2 separate regions of the Mus musculus genome follow, and region 2 is linked to region 1. The links are chromatin contacts, called in public Micro-C maps. All regions are on one chromosome and are shown on one strand. The core of a region is the stretch at or near the end of the contact, and the rest is flanking DNA. Distances in the headings are between cores, read along the strand shown.

Evidence for each region. Hi-C and Micro-C count contacts between places; a contact is called where the count stands out from the background.
Region 2: a contact with region 1 is called in a Micro-C map of the G1E-ER4 cell line, with 2.0 times the contacts expected there. The contact joins two enhancer-like sites. A contact is called at or near these places in 5 of 484 Hi-C or Micro-C datasets (CD8 T cells, the G1E-ER4 cell line, centroblasts and 2 more) and 2 of 115 datasets of contacts at active chromatin or transcription factors (both in embryonic stem cells).

What each region holds. Positions count from the first base shown.
Region 1 is chr1:36,902,114-36,905,344 of GRCm38.p6, reverse strand. All of the region lies in intron 1 of Tmem131 (transmembrane protein 131), which reads left to right. Among named protein-coding and RNA genes, the nearest start is that of Tmem131, 36 kb to the left of the region's middle. Within about 2 kb of position 1,749, at least 54 of the 459 cell types and tissues checked have an H3K27ac peak or open chromatin away from gene starts, as enhancers often do. A contact at or near this core is called in CD8 T cells, the G1E-ER4 cell line and embryonic stem cells, where this site is marked.
Region 2 is chr1:37,000,277-37,003,308 of GRCm38.p6, reverse strand. No RefSeq gene overlaps it. Among named protein-coding and RNA genes, the nearest start is that of Vwa3b, 28 kb to the left of the region's middle. Within about 2 kb of position 1,433, at least 91 of the 459 cell types and tissues checked have an H3K27ac peak or open chromatin away from gene starts, as enhancers often do. A contact at or near this core is called in CD8 T cells, the G1E-ER4 cell line and embryonic stem cells, where this site is marked.

The DNA of each region.
Region 1 (3,231 bases), core at 500-2,999:
TGTAGCCTGCTCTTCTGCCCTCATGCCCTCAGGGCCAGCATACCCACTTCCCCCACCACCAGGGTCAGCTCTACTGTGCTGCCCAGTGAGATTCGGGGTTCATTCTCCCAAGGGCTGCTACCATTGACGGGTGGGACCAAAAAGTTTATTATTACTGTAACAGTTGTGGTAGCAGTAAGGACACTAGTCACCTTTGTAACCAGCACTTCTCACATGGCATACTTAAGTGAATCTACTGCACCTTGATATGCCTTGTAAAAACACATGTAGCTATCTAGTGTTAGATTTTTTTTATGTCTACATAAGTGCCTTTTCTTTTTGTAAATGTTTTTTTCTTCCCCTATCTTTCCCTGTTCCCCCCTTCTGTAGCAAGAATTTGTAATCCTCCCCTTCAGCCTCCAGAGTGTCGGGAATTACAGGTGTGTTATACTATTACACCTGGTCTAAGCTTGTTTGGAATAATTTCAAACGTTAGAAGTGTATGGGGAGGAGCATGCTGGGCAAGTAGATGACCACAGTTGGCAGTTCCCTTAGCGGCTTTGTTTGCGCCTCACTTCCCTCACCACACATGCAGGCAGTATTGACAGATTGTATGGGCTGTGGGCTTGGTGAGCTGTGCCTTGCCAGCATGAGACTATAAGTCACTCACTCCCCAGCACTCATGTAAGAAAGCCAGGCACAGTGACACACGCTTGTGATCCCAGCACCAGAGAGGCAGAGGCAGATCTGGAGCTCATTGCCAACCTGGCTTATTTGGTGGGCTCCAGGCCAACGAGAGAACCTGTCTCAACAACAAACACCCAAGGTGCATGTCTCCCGAGGCACACCATCTGAGGCTGGCCTCTGGCTTGCATGTACATGCAGACAAACCCATACAAAAAGAATTTTTACACATAAAAGAGCTGTTAAGTATGAAGTTCTGGGATATACATTATCTTACCCCATGCTTATATAGTATTGAAATGCAATTAAGGTAGATTTTATAGAAAAGATTTAGAAAACAGAACAAAACCTGGTGCTGTCCTTTTGTTGTTGACTTAAAATTTTGAGAGGCTTGCGCTGCCACTCAGTGGTAAAGAGCTTGCCTAACAGGGGCATGGTCTTTAGTTTGAAACTCACCACCAAACAATGTCATCCCACCCACCCTCTCTCGAGATCAAACAGAACTTCCTTACACATACTTGTAATCCCAGCACTTGAGAGGTTGAGGCCCGAAGATCATGATTTCAAGGCCAGCTTAATCTACAAGATGAGCTCTTTCTTAAAACAAAAAAGCAAAACAAGCAAACAAAAACAAAACCCCAAGGGCCAGTGATGTAGTCCAAAGGCAAAGCGAGCTGGATTCGCTCTACCTCTTGGGTTCTGGTCGCCTGCTCCCAGAGAGCCACTTCCTTGATGAAAAGTTGCTGCAGTGTGTATGCCCGGGCAGGTGCAGTGTGTATGCCCGGGCAGGTGCAGTGTGTATGCCCGGGCAGGCTGTGCTTACAGGGGTTTGCTTTCTGACCTTGGCTTTTTTCAGGGTTCATATATTCTCTTTTTACTCATGGTCTTGTTTTAAAATGGAGAGCAGTACAAGGGGGTGGGAGTCGTGGGTGGAGTGTGTGTGTGTGTGTGTGTGTGTGTGTGTGTGTGCGCGCGCGCGCGCGTGTGCCTGTATTGTTTTGAGACAGGGTCTGTAGGCCTGGGTGGACTAGAACTCATCCTCACCATGTAGAGCAGGCTGGCTTCTCTACCCATTCCTCTGCCGAGATTACCAGTGTCTGGCACTGTGCCCCATGACTGTGTTGTCAAGGCTCTCATTTGTACCAGTGGGAGGATCCCCTCCAGCCCTGAGCTCACACTGTTTCTTCTGGTTCTTCTGCATCCTTCAGCACTTGTGATGTTCTCAGCTTCAGCCTCTGGTCCTCTTGCTGTTGTGGCTTCCAGGGCTCTGCTGCACAGCCAAGCTTGTGTAAACTGCAAAACTAAACTTTTATTTCCTTAAAAGACAATGATTATTTGTGTTTCTTAAAAATGAAATGGTCAGAAGATTTAAAGTTCTGGAAGGCCTATGATGTCATGTTGGAGTTACAGCAGGTGATGGGCATCAACAAAAGCTCTGTACTGCCTGAGGGCCTCCTGCTCACCACCTCTGTTCTCAGGCCTGGCCTCATAGGGCTCTGCAGGGTCTAGGGAGACATAGGAATACGCTCGCAGCCATCCTCGGTCAGGGGAGCTGTGTGCTTTGAGAATTATTCCCAGGGTCCGTTTGGAGCCAGCTCTCTGCAGGTAACAGGGATGTGTGTGCGGAGGAACAGCAGCCAGGCTCTCTCTCTGCCTCCTTTTTAGGCTTGTTGCTGTGTCGCAGTGTTTTACACCAGCAAAACAAGGCTCAGTCTTTAGTAAAAATGTCAGAAACTTTTCCCTAATAGTTATTTGCCCTACAGGATGAAATCGGTTTAGATTAAAAGCAAACCTGAAACACCTTGATCTCTCTGACCAATGTTCCTAGGGTCCAAACTTTCTATAGATAGACAGCTCTGTGTCAGATCAAAGCTGTCCAGGTGGAGCCTCACAGGGACTCAGCGTACAGGTCACGTAGACAGCTCTTTGGAAGTGAACCTTTGAAGGCCTGCCAGGCCTTCCTGCCTCCCTGGTGACTGCCAGGCTGGTTCCCACTGTGGAGGTGACTGGTGATAGAGTTGCCACAAAGCCAGAGAGAAGAGAATGGGAGAGGAGCCAGGTAAATGCCACCAGTTCCGCTGGGTATTTTTGGTGTCTTTTAGAATGTGAGCCAGCACTCTTTCAATTGTTGGTCGCTTTTTGTGAAAGAAAGGCTTTCCAGAGCTCTTCAATGATACCATTTTCATACTCGCATCAAACCTTTTGAAAGTCAAAAAATACTGTCAAGTTAGTCTGTGTGTACAGAAAGCTGTCCTGAGATTTTCATAGGATCTAATGAAAAGATTGGACATATTTACATTTCTCAGCCAATGAGTATGGCATGTTTGCCCATTTAGACCTTTTATTTGTTTGTTTTGTTTTGTTTTGTTTTGTTTTGTTTTTTCGAGACAGGGTTTCTCTGTGTAGCCCTGGCTGTCCTGGAACTCACTCTGTAGACCAGAAATCCACCTGCCTCTGCCTCCCAAGTGCTGGGATTAAAGGTGTGCGCCACCACTCCAGGCAGTCCATTTAGACTTTTTAAAAGTATTTTTCCATCGGAAAATATTTTCTAAACTTGTTTGGTTTCTT
Region 2 (3,032 bases), core at 184-2,683, 98 kb before region 1:
GGCTCAGCGGTTAAGAGCACTGACTGCTCTTCCAGAAGTCCAGAGTTCAATTCCCAGCAAACACATGGTGGCTCACGACCATCTGTAATGGGATCCGATGCCCTCCTCTGGTGTGTCTGAAGACAGCTACAGTGTACTCATATAAATAAGATGTATAAATGTTTAAAAAAAAAAGGGGGAAGGAAGGAAGGGACGGAGGGAGGGATGGAGGAAGGGAGGGAGAGAGAGAGAAAGAAGAGAGAAAGAAAGAAAGAAAGAAAGAAAGAAAGAAAGAAAGAAAGAAAGAAAGAAAGAAAGAAAGAAAAGAAGGAAGGAAGGAAGGAAGGAAGGAAGGAAGGAAGGAAGGAAGGAAGGAAGGAAGGGAGGGAGGAAGGAACCACAACAGATGGGCATGGTGGTGCATAGCTGTAATCTTAGTACTCAGAAGGTTGAGGCAGGAGGATGCTAAACAGGGGGAGTACCTGGGCTATGTTCTAAGACTCCAGAGTTGGGGAGGATACACATCCATTACATTGCAAAGTGTCATCAGATTCAAGATGACTTATCCAAGGTCTCCATTTTTTTCCACTCCCCACTAACTAGTAAAAAAATGGGTTGATAAGGTCCAAGCCAAAAGGCATATTACTCAGAGGGAAACAGGCTGGCAGGGGTGCCATCTACTGGGCCAGCTTCCTGAACGCTGGGGTTATAGGGCTAAACTATTAGGCCAGGCTTTTTCTGTTTCCTTTCTTTTTGTATGAACTTTTATTTAATTTATTAAACAGTCTTAAAAAGTTTCCACTATGGTCTTTTAAAGACCTTATCAGAAAGCATTACCATTTTTGCTTTCCTTATCAAAAGTTACTCAAGATCAGAAGGGAAGATAGACTAGATGACGTTTTGTTTTGGTTTAGTTTTTCGAGATATTGTTTCCTCTGTGTAGCCCTGGCTGTCTTGGAACTCATTCTGTAGACCAGGCTGGGCTTGAACTCAGAGATCTGCCTGCCTTTCCCTCCCAAGTGCTGGGATTAAAAATGTGTGCCACCACTGCCCAGTCCTGAGTTCCTTATTTTTCCTGCCTTTCTACAGTTTCTTCTTCTTCAATTCCTTTTTGTGTAGAGAACTTCCTTTAGTCATTATTTGGGGATCCGTCTGCTGGTGACAAGTTTCTTTACCTTCCCTTTATCTGCGGATGCCTTGGTCCTTTGATTTTATACACTGTTCGCACCAGATAAAAGATTCCAAGCTGAGTTCTTCTTTCAGCTATGAACAAGGTTCGTGCCTCCGTGTTTTCTGATGAGTGCTCTCTTGTTATTAAAGTTCTTTTCACCCACAGAGAAAATCTTTCTGATTTTTTTTCCCCAGATTGTTTTCCTTCTCTTTGTTACCCTTCAGACCCTGGACAAGGGGCTGAGGTATTTTACGTATCAAAGCAGACCTGGCCTCCAGGCTCTCCCAGCATCCCTCAGTCCCTTCCTGGCATATCCTGCTCCCAACCCTGAACTTTCCAGATCAGGGGCTGAGCTGCCTTCCCCCACCCCCCCAGGCACTCTTCCCTACATAATCCAGAGGTGTTGTTCTTCTTCTCTCTCTCTCTCCCTTCCCTCTCTCTGTCTTTCTCTCTTCCCTCTCCCCCCCCCTCTCTCCCTCTCCATTTGTAACTTCCCTGACCTCCGTCCTTGTGACCATTGAACTTGCCCGAAAGCAGCTTCCCAATAAACCTGCTTTATTTATTATTTATAGTAAACCTGTTTACTATACTCTAATCTGGTTTTAACTGGCTCATTACTAAATGGAGAGATAACTTATCACTCTTTAGTCTTCAGACATTTCCTCATGCCTGTGGGATGCTGCCTGCCTCCTCCTCCCCCTCTTCATCTTCCTCCTCCTTCCTCTTCCTCACTTTCCTCCTCCTTCATCTTCTTCCTCCTCCCCCTTCTTCTGCTCCTTCCTCTTCTTTATCTTCCTCCTTCTCCTCCTCCTTCTTCCTCCTCTGCCCCTCTTCCTTTCTCTCTCTCTTCCTGCTGTTTCTTATTAGTGGTTTTGGTTTGTTTTTTTGTTTTGTTTTTTTAAGCCTTAATTCCCTTTGTTGTATTCTTGGTATCTTTCTTTTGTGTCTTTAGGTGACTTGTCAAGTCTGAGGAGTATTTCAGTCCCTACATCTTCTAGCATCTTTTTTTTTTTTTTTTTTAATTCTACGCTCTTTCTCTATTTTCTCGAGACAAGTATTAGGTCTTTTGTCACAGGAAAATAAATGCTACGATCTAGTCAACACTAAATTTTTTTTCTTTTGAAATTATAATTTAACTACAGCATTCATCCCTTTTCTTTCCTCCCTCCAAACCTTCCTCACTCTCCTTCAAACCCATGCTCCCTCTGTGTGTGTGTGTGTGTGTGTGTGTTATTGCATGCATATATGTGTACAGAAATCCGTACACTTACTTGTTGAAGTTGGGTCGTTTCTGTTGTTCTAGCTTTGTAGTCTCTCATTCTCTCTCCGGCTTCTTCCTTTTACTGAGCTTGCCTGTTGTAGTTTCCAGTTGTTACACTGTCCAGTTCTAAAATGTCCACTTCTTTCTTTACATCTTTCTTATGCTCTAATCATGTGTATATGTGGGAGGAGAGGTATGCATGTGAGTGCAGGGACCCACAAGGCCAGGGCCATAAGATCCCCTGGAGCTGGAGTGACAGGTGTTGTGAGCCTCAAACATGGCTGCTAGGACCTCTCTGCAAGAGCAACAAGCACCCTTCTCTCCAGCCCCTCCACATAGTTCTTTGTGGTTCCCGTTTCTTTACTAGAATGTCGGTTGGTTTCATTTTCAAGCACATTCATAACATTTGTTGGTTCCGGTTTCTTTGTCATTGTAGATGCTTTAAATCTTCATCAGATGACCTCCGTGGCTGTCACCTTAGGGCTGGAATTTATTCGTCATTTTGAAATTTCCTTTGTGAGCTTTCAGGTTCCTGTTACAATGGGTGATTTTTCTATTGTATCTCATACATCTTGAGCACTGCTCTATGAGATTTTGAGTCTCATTTAAAATTTATTTTAC